Linked DNA regions of Ovis aries: region 1 is linked to region 2. The links are chromatin contacts, called in public Hi-C maps. All regions are on one chromosome and are shown on one strand. The core of a region is the stretch at or near the end of the contact, and the rest is flanking DNA. Distances in the headings are between cores, read along the strand shown.

The links. Hi-C and Micro-C count contacts between places; a contact is called where the count stands out from the background.
Region 1: a Hi-C map of liver shows a contact between it and region 2, with 2.8 times the contacts expected there. The contact joins two enhancer-like sites. A contact is called at or near these places in 3 of 16 Hi-C or Micro-C datasets (liver, skin fibroblasts and tail adipose tissue).

Annotation. Positions count from the first base shown.
Region 1 is chr21:41,442,733-41,448,003 of ARS-UI_Ramb_v3.0, forward strand. It overlaps RHOD (ras homolog family member D), which reads left to right and starts at 5,177. Exons shown (of 5, transcript XM_027959605.2): 1 at 5,177-5,271. The coding sequence starts at 5,260. Within about 2 kb of position 1,624, at least 6 of the 54 cell types and tissues checked have an H3K27ac peak or open chromatin away from gene starts, as enhancers often do. A contact at or near this core is called in liver, where this site is marked.
Region 2 is chr21:41,365,939-41,370,623 of ARS-UI_Ramb_v3.0, forward strand. The region is part of intron 2 of PC (pyruvate carboxylase); the gene reads right to left. Among named protein-coding and RNA genes, the nearest start is that of PC, 5.7 kb to the right of the region's middle. Within about 2 kb of position 1,688, at least 22 of the 54 cell types and tissues checked have an H3K27ac peak or open chromatin away from gene starts, as enhancers often do. A contact at or near this core is called in liver, where this site is marked.

The DNA.
Region 1 (5,271 bases), core at 374-2,873, 77 kb after region 2:
CCAGTGAAAGAGGCCCTGCAGGAGCCCAGAAAGAGTGAAATCAGGGAAGACTTCCTGGAGGAGACGGCAGAGTGGGAAGGACTGAGTACGTGGAGGAGGGAGAGAGCCTCATGGCAGGGAAACCACCTGCGCAGGCGTCTGGGGAGCCAGACGGCTAGCTGGGGCTGGAAAGGCCAGGTGGGGCTGAGATGGGGAGGCTTCCTGTCCAGGGTGAGTCTGAACGTCCTTGACCGGCTGGCAGTGAGGTCCTGGGCGGGAGCGGGGCAGAGGGAGGGAGACCTGGGGCAGATGGCACCCTAAGCAGCTTTGGGAGTCATGACGAGGAACGTCAGTGAGCCCCACTCTCGGTCAGTGAGGAGCAGCCCCGCCGCTTCTAGGTTTTAGGGTCATTCAGCAGGGCCCAAACCACGGTCCTCCCATCTCTTCCCGCCCCTTCCTCCCCTTCTACCCCACCTTTCCCTGCTCCTCCAGCCCCAGGCCTCAAGGGTGCCAAGCCCCCTCTGTCGGAGCCCTCGGGAATAGGGCGAGCCCCACCCAAGAGGCCAGGTGTGGAGGTCACTGTCCTGACGGCGGCAGTGGGGGGCCAGGCCTGCACGTGGGAGGGGCGGGAGGAGCCACGGCAGCAGCCACGGGTGACAGCGGCTCAGACCCTCCCTTCCTCTCTCCGCCTTGTCGCCTACGCCTGCAGACACCTGAAGGGACAGACCAAAAAACCAAATGGACACTCGGGCTGGGCCACAGGGCTGCCTCACTCTCCACCCCCTCCCACCGCACTATCAACCATCCCGTCCCAGCCAGAGGAATCAGTAATAGCGAAGCAGGGATGAGAGGCCTGTGCCTCCAGCCCTGAGCTCCAGTTAAATGGCGACCAGAATTGCGTGGGTCTGGGGAGGCCAGACAGAAGGAAACTTGGGACAAGAAGCCCTTCTGGGTTCCACATGCCACAGACTGAGTCTGCGGCTTACTTGTTGTGAGACAAATTCCTTCCCCTCAAGAGCCTCAATTTCCCTATCTGAAGAATGGGCATATTGGTCAAGAAGGTCTCTGAAGGCACCCGCACCCCTACATACCAGTTGTGGGATCTTGGGCAAATTATCTGTCCCCTTTGGACCTCAGTTTCCTCATTCATCAAAGAAGGCTAGGAATTAAACACACTTCATAGGAATTCTCCAGGCCAGAATACTGGAGTGGGTAGCCTTTCCCTTCTCCAGGGGATCTTCCCAACCCAGGGATCAAATCCCGGTCTCCTGCACTGCAGGAGGATTCTTTCTCAGCTGAGCCACATAGGAAGCTCATGAAATGCCACATGTCAAGTGTCTGGCACACAGTGGGTGCTCAGCAAACGTGAGGCCAAGGCTTTGGGTAGAGGGCTTCTGGAGCTCTGAGATCTGGTGTTTGGGATGAAAAGGAGTGGGGGGGGGGTACACTGGGAGGTTTGAAGAGCAAAGCGTCTGTGTCCCCTGCCAAGACATCCCAAAGGGCAGGACGCAGGACCAGGCTTCTGAAATTCCACCTCCTCTGGCACCCACTCCAGGTGCCTCCCCCCGCACCATGAACGCCCCACACCGCAAGCCAGGAACACCAAGTAGAGGCCGTAGCCCTGCGTATTGACGGTGCAGGGAGCAAAGTGGCCACACGAGGGCAGCAGAGACTCGGCCCCGACAGCAGGGAGTTTCCGGCCTCACTGAGGATGGGGGTGGACCGTCAGAAAATGGGGCAGATGGGCCAGGGCCATGGGGGGTCCTTGGAGCAGATGGGGGCCCGAGGGTAGTCACCTGTCTGCTGACCTCACGCTCAGGTCATGTTCTGAATTCATTCAGCCAAGCAACTGTTGTTCCTTCATCTATGTCTTCGGTTTACTCTTTTGAGTCGGCCCACCTTCCTTTCTTTGTCTCTCCCTCGCCTTCACCTGCCTTCCTTTTCCCTGTTTGTCCAGCCAGTCAACTGGACATAACATCCTGAGCCACGGCTAGGTTCCAGCCTGGGGCAGGACTCCCATCTAGAGGACAGAGGTGGGTGGGCCTCCGTCCCTGCCACTGAGGGGCTCAGGGCTCGGCCGGGGGGCGGGAGAGCCTGCCTGGCAATTACATTTGAAGGAAGGACTTCCGCCTCAGGCCAAGGACCTGGGGTCTGCAGGGCAGTGACCCGCTGAGCAGGGTGCTGGAGGACTCTGGGCCTGGGACGGCTGGGGCCTCAAACGGCTGCGTCACCCACAAGCTGGTGGTGAACAGCAGCCACAGAAAACTGTAAAACAGCCAATAGTACGCTGGTCAGGCCAACTGTGACCCCGGGCCACCTCTTCATCCAAAACAACCCCCGAGAAAACAGCACCATCCTGGGCCCGGCAATGTCTGAGATTTGGGGAAATTCCCTGGCAGCAGGGCAGACTCTGGCCAGTGACTAAATCTCCCTCTGGCAGAAGCAGCACAGAGTGAGAGTGAGGCTGGGTTTAACGTCAGGGGACGTGGGTTGAAATCTCGGCTCAGGAGCGTGCTAGCCTGACACAAGCCATTGCCTCTCTCTGAGTTTCAGTTCCCAGATCTGCAGAATGGGGGAATCCGATCCCTCACTCTGCCCAGCTCACAGTCTGAGCACTAGAGGAAGTAATGCATACGAGGTATGATGCTGGGAGAAAGAAAGCCTGGCTCTGCAGTCAGAACCGGGTTCCACTTACAGCCCTGCCTCGTGCTGGCTGTGGATCTTAGACAAGAACTTAAACCTCTTTGGGCCTCAAGTGCCCCATCTGTACAATGGGGCTAACACTCCCAACCTGCTAGGGGACAGAAGGGCCTCCACACGGTTGGCAGTCCATTGATGGGCGCTGTTACTATTAGGAAACGTTCAGTGAAACTCTAAAGCATGACACACACACATCAAGAGTGTCATTAGAGTGATTATCCCCGTAGCAACCAGGGCCAAACACCTCTGCCTGACTCTTAGCTCCCTCCACCCCTAGTCTGGCCCCACCTGCCTCCCAGCCTTGCCACCCAACGCCTGATGACAGCAGTCATCGGGAGCCTAGGGGATGACGAGGCCGACAGCTGATTGCTGGGGGTGGGGTTCCTCCCCACCACTCCTTGGGGCGGAGAGCCCTGATCAGTGGCTACACACCCAGTCCGGTGCCAAGTCACTGCCCAGCCCTTTGGCAGTTTCGAGGAGGAAAGGGCAGCTGACGGGTGGGAGGGGATGTCCTGGGGTGCTCCCTCCATCCAGGTGAGGCTTCATTCGGCCTGCTGACCATGGCCCTGGCTGAGCCTGGAACAGGAGTCAGCGGCCTGGACTCTGCCGCTCAGCAGAGGGGCGGGGACTCTTGTCCTAGCTGCCTCTTTGGGCCACAGTGAAATTTAAGGGGGCTGAGAGTGGTTTTTCACCTCTTGGCTTTGAACTGCGTGAGGAATGATGTCATGACCTGTGTGGGGGGAGGTGAAAAACCCCAAGACTCCCGCCCTCTGTTTCTCTGAGCTTCAGTGAAAACAGTCCATGAACTGGGGGCGGCCTTTGTTCCCTTCTTATAAACACACATTTCAATTCTGGCTGCTGATGGGAGTAGCAGGCCTTCCCAGATGTCACTAGAGGTAAAGAATCTACCTGCCAATCCAGGAGACGACGCAGGTTGGATTCCTGGGTCAGAAAGTTCCCCCGGAGGAGGAAAATGGCAACCCACGCCAGTATTCTTGCCTGAAAAATTCCATAGACAGAGGAGCCTGGCGGGCCACAGTCCATGAGTTCACAAAGAGCTGGACACGATTGAGTGAGTGAGCACACATAACTGGAGTAGGAGGTCAGGTGACAGTGAGTTTCCAGTTCAATTCTGCATTAATTCCTGGCACCCAAAGTGCTCCACTATCCAGGCCCCAGTTAATCCTCAAATTCACCCCCAGGACCAGCTCCCTAATCCAACCTCACCCATCATCAGAGGGAAGAACTGCAGCACCCCTCCCCCCACACTGCAAACAACCCCCACACACACACCTCTATACCTTACACATGCTGTCCCCTCAGTTTGGAACCCTCTTCTCTTCCCCCATCTAACTGTGTTTCACTTTTTCCTCAAGACTCTGGCCGCTCTCTCTAACCACCCCCAGCCTGAGTGCGGGGCCCCTCTTCCTGACTCCCATCCACTGCCTGTCCCTGCTATCGCTGGAGCTCTCATCACACTGATATGTCCCACTTGTCTTCCATTCTAGGCTGTGAGAGACTTTTGTTTTGTTTTGTTTTGTCTGCATCAGGCCTTAGTTGCAGCATGCAGGGTCTTTCGTTGTGGTGCGAGGGGCTTAGTTGCCCCACATGTGGGATCTTAAGTTCCCCACCCAGGGATTGAACTCATATCCCCAGCACTGGAAGGCAGATTCTCAATCACTGAACCACCAGGGAAGTCCTGGGAGAAGCTGGAACTTCTGCAGTTCAGAGTCCCCTAGCCCTTAAGCACAGGCAGTCATCAGTGTTGGTTAAATAGCAAGAATTACACTTGGCATCACTGACCATGTTCCGGACCCTGCTCTAGGCACTTTACAGAAGGAAGGTTCCATCGCTTTCCCCAGGCCATGCCCCAGGCAGAGGGGAGACCCACTGCTAGTGAGAGTTCCTGGTACTGGCTGGGGGAGGGGAGGTCCAGCTGGCAGTGCCCCTGACTCGCCCACAAGGGCCTGCCCGGGTCACCCCCTTCCCACCTGCCCCGGAACACCTGCAGGAGGGCTGTGGGGTGTTCTGTCTCCAGGGAGGTGGGGGGGGGCGAGGAGATGCATATCCATTCATTCACTCATTCATTCATCCACCAAAAGGCACCAGTTCCTGCTCCAGGCCCGCAGAGACTAGGCACTAGGGACCCCGTCCCTGCCCCCCACCAAGCTGGTGGGCCAACAGAGCTGACCCCCACCTCCCTGCTCGGCGAGAAGTGGGCCAGGAGCCTCGTCTGTCCCCGTCCACCGGGTCACTGCCCAACTACAAGTCTCCGCATCAGACCGGGGTGCGCTTCTGAGGGACCTAGGCCAGATCTGAGTCCTCCACTTCCTGCAGCCTGAGGGCCCCACAGAGCAGGGATTCAAGAAGAGTGTGTCTCGGGCCGCCTGGGTCCTGGGCGGTGGGACGGGAGGGGCAGGGCCGCGGAATGCGCCCGGCCGGCCCCTCACCTGGGCCGCCCGCCGCCCGCACTTCCTCCCGCCGCCCCGCCCCTTCCACATTCCTGCCCCGCCGGCCCCGCGGCCGCCGCTCCGCTCGCCCCGGCCCTGCCTCCCTCCCTCCGTCCCTCCGCGCCCCGCGATGAAGGCGGCC
Region 2 (4,685 bases), core at 438-2,937:
CTCTTAAGTTGGAATTTTACTGTTTAAAATCAGTATTAACAGATGACAAGTAAGCATATGAAAAGATGCTCAACATCATTAGTCACCAGAGAAATTCAAATTGAAACCACCATGAGATACTACTACATACCTTTTAAAATGGCTAAAATGAAAAACACTGACCATCTCCAGAGTTGGTGAGGATGGAGGGACCAGCTCACTCGCTGCAGGTAGGAATGTAAAATGACACAAGCACTTTGGAAAATGGCTCAGCAGTTTAAGTTAAACACACACTTACCATACAGCCACTTCACTCCTATGCCTGTGCCCAAGAGAAAGGAAGTATATGACCATACAAAGACTTGTACACAGCGGGTCAGAGCAGCTTTATTTAAAATTGCCAAAAACTGGAAACAACTTAAATGACCAACAACAGGTGAACAGACAAATCGTGGGCTATCCACTAACGGGATATTACTCAGCCATTGAAAGAACTGTTGATACATGCAACACGGGCAAACCTCAAAATAATTCTGCTGAGTGAATGAAGCCAGACAAAAAAGGAATATATACGATACGAGTTCACTTACATAATATTCCAGAAAGTGCCAACTAACTTATAATAACAGAAAGCAGTTAGTGATTACTTGGAGATGGGGGAAGCAGAGAAGAGTGAGTGGGAGGGATAACCAAGGGACACTTTTGGACAATCACTATCTTAACTGTGCTCATGATTTCACAAGAGTATGCATATGTCAAAATATAAATCGTACACTTCAAATACGTGCAATTTTTATGTTAAAAATATCTTGATCAAGCTGTGTAAAAAAGAGAAGATAAAACAGTATAGGAATGTATAAGAAAATTTAAGAGTCGGTTTATTAGATTTACAGGACTACGGAAGATTTTGTTAATCAGAAAACTGCAGTAACTGAAGGAAGCTGAATATAATTCATAAACTCAATTTAAAATCTTCATATGAGTTAAGATTGCAAATGGATCAAGTGTTAATCCAAATGATTAATCATTAAAATGTTAAAGTGTTAATCATTAAAATGATTGTGAACATTTCCTAGAATCACAAATAGAACAGAAAGATTTGTAGGCTACACTTAAAAGTTAGATGTAAAAGACTGGCCCTTAAAGGAAGAATGAGATTTTTGAGTCTGTGACTTAAACAAACTGAAACTCAATTTTTCAACCAAAGTTACTTCTGAAAAATCTTTGCATTACACAGAAATCCAGGGTAAGGGGATAAAAAAAATCTCACCCCAAAACTCAACAAGTCACTTAGTCTCTCCAAACCTCAGTTTCCTCATTCATGAGAGGAATGTTTTCCAGGATAGAGAATCTACTTGTTATGAATGATTTGAGATTAATAAATTTTGCATTGGTAAAACAGCACGTTAGAAAAAGCACTCAGAGAAGCATACAGTGATGGGCAAATCGAAAAGATTAGCAACACAGATCGCAGTCTGTAGTAACTGCAGCCAGACCCTGGGCTGACCAGTGACAGGCGTTGCAAAGGTGACGTACACCTCCTCCGAGACAAACCATGACTCAGCACAGCCAGACCGTGGAATTTTCCCCAGGCTGTCAGGAATTTTCAGCCAGGATGTCAATAAGGAGAGGAGCTGCGGCATGTGGCATCTGGCCCCACTGCAACACACAGCTGGTGGAAATGTACTTGAAGCAGCCCCACCCTCCCCCTGGCCTGCCGGCAAATCAGGATGAGTGGGTGAGGAATGGCAGCAATGTGGCAAGTTGAGATGACCAGGAATTATGCCTTCTGGCATTAAAAAAAAAAAAAAAAAGCTACATCCACCTTCCTCCAGGATCACCAAGGAGATGGAGAGGAGGACAGGGGAGGGCAGGAAGCTTCAGTGGCAGAGTCTTAGTTACGGTAACTAAGCAAAGCTCTGGGGACTCAGGAAGGATGCAGGAACTGAGAAGCCAAGCAAGCTTGAACAAATCAGATGATCAGGGAGAAGAAGGCCCTTCCTGGCGACTAACTTTCCTCTCCAACGGATGGATTTGGGGAAGACACATGATAAAACATGACACTCTGGTAGGGGTTGGGAAGGGGAGGAAAGGGGTCAGAATCTTGGATTTTGCTCATTAGCTTCCTCGGGGCCCCAGTTTCTCAGTTTCAGAAGGGAGGTGGTTTGGGACCGTCACCCAACTGCCCCTCTTCTCCTCACAGGGATGCCAGTAAGAGTGGCAACATTCAACTCTGTCAGCCAAGACGGGAGGCTGAGAGCAGAGAGGATAGGCCAGTGGAAGTTTGTGGAGGGTGGAGTCTGTCAAAGGCCCAGGGGCATTTCCACTCATACCGTCTGCCTGTACGCTCGGCCAGCTTTCCCAAGCAAATGCCATCTCAGGGTGAAAAACAGCCACTGTGCTGGCCCACAACCTAGGACATGTGAGGACATGGGAAAATCTCAGGATGGAGAACAGCTCATGGGTCTTGAAGGGTCATCTGAGAAAAATCCCCGGGCTAAGGAATCCCCGCGCTGAGCACTGGCCTGAGCTCTGGGCAATGCGGTCCCTGAGCCAGGAACCTGGCTGTGAAACAGGGGCAGCGGCTGGCCGGGCTCTGGGTGGAGCGGGGAGGCATATCAGCGTCTGAATGCAGGCAGGCGGCTGCACGGAGCCAGGACCATGCCCGGCCAGGGCGCCCTCTCAGACCATCAGGGGCGCCCCCGCGGAATTCAGGCTGAGGAGAGGAGCCAGGGTCGGTGCAATCAGTGGCGTTTCCTGCGGGAGGGGCAACCTCAAGAGCAGGAGGCTGTCCAGGGCCATGCTGCCACATGGAGGGCCACCGGGGGAAGAGGGGCAAGTCTACTGCCCCTGCCTGCATCATTTTGGGGACACGCATCCGGTGCTGTTTCAGCCAACAGACAGAGCCACCCCCTGTGCTAGGTTGCAGCCTCCCCAGGTCCCTCCGCTCAGCTGCCTGCCCTCCACACGGACTGGAAGGGGTCTCCTCAGAGGCTGCCTGGCCCTACAGGGGGCCTTCCTGAGGTCCTGAGGAGCCACACCCCTTTCCCCCTGACAGGCCTCCCAAGCCACACCCTTCCAAAGTTGGGCCTCCTGCTGAGGCGGGCTAGCTGCCAACTGGGGCCAGCAGGGAGCGACACCACGGTCTTGTGAAAACCAAGAGCGCTGGGAACAGACAAAGACTGCTTATAGTTTCCAAAAATCGGACTGCTTGGCCTTTTTTATTGATTGAGCTTGATCACTGACACACCAGGGCTGCTAAAATCTACAGCAGCTGCTCCTGGAGACGACCCACGCATATCCCACTGACCTGGATCCAGGCACAGGACTTACCCTCAGTGTTTTGTCGGCTCTCGGGAGGTAGGCACTATCTAAATAAAAGAAGAAGACAGTGTTACCCCATTTCTCTCCAAGTGCTCCCCAGAGAACCCAGGAGAGACAGGAGCACACACTTAGAACCCAGAGCAGACCTGCTGTGGCTCCGCACCTCCCCAGGCCCGCCCCCTGATCTCAGGGAGGGGTACCTGGGGGCGGGCGGGGTTGGGGGGAACACCAGGCCACACAGGGCTGAGAGCACCCGCACTCTGCCGTCCAACTGCCTGGGCTCCACTGCTTGGCCACCCACTCCCAGGACCACTCAAGGCTTGTCTCCTCCTCCGTGAAATGGAAGTGACACCTCCACCAGGTCGGAGGGTTGCTGAGGAGGCCATACATGCTCCAAGAGCTGGCACCCCGCCTGGTACAGAGGACATGCTCAGACCTTAGCCAATGGGCCCAGTAAGAAGCATTTAAGTAAAGCTCTTTTCTGGCACCCCCTACACAAGAACAAGAAGTTCTAGAAACTTCTCTTCTTTGATCTGAAGTGCCTGGTCCTCCTGCCCACTCCATCTAGCCCCAGGCCTATCTTCTCTGCAGAGCCTTCTCTAATCCTTAGGTGCTGCCTCCTGTCCGGTTCTCTGAGCCTGGTTCCTGTCTCTCTCTGCAACCTGACCCACAAACGAAGAAGCTATCCCGTCTCCTATTTCACTGACTACGTCCTCAGATCCTTTCCTGCAGACAGCAGCACCCCTCCCCCGCCCACTCCACACACCCTGTGTTTGGGCCCATGGGAGCCCAGACAGTGGCTCCTGACCACTTTCTGGAGTTTACAGACTGACCACTTGATTTTGAATGACCACACCTGCCTGTCAGCTTTAACCACTGGTCAGGAAAGAGCAATATGCAGACACAGGCCAACGCACCATCAGATGAACTAAGTCCGTATTCTGAGAAAAGCAATTGCCTTGGTAGATTAGGTCAAGACTGAAAATGAATGTTCGGGGCATTCAATTCATTAAAATACTTCTTGAGCACATACCCTGCATAGGCACCATGCCAGAAGGCACAGGCTCTGCTCCCCAAGTGCCAAAAAGCAGGTTGTTGGGGGCGAGCTAAGAGAGGTTAACAACAGGATAATACACAAGAGGGACCCAAGCAGGTACCCTGAGCCTGACAGTATGCGGCAGACCCCAGCTGCGCCCTCTGCCAGCTGTGTGACTCTGGGGGAGTTATGCACCCACAGTTCCTCATCTGTAAACAAGGAGCTAACAGTACTTTTGTTGTAGGGTTGTTGTGATAAATAATACATAAAAGGGGCTTAGCAAGGTCCCTGTCACCTCATAGTAGTTCAGTTCAGTTCAGTTGCTCAGTTGTGTCCGACTCTTTGG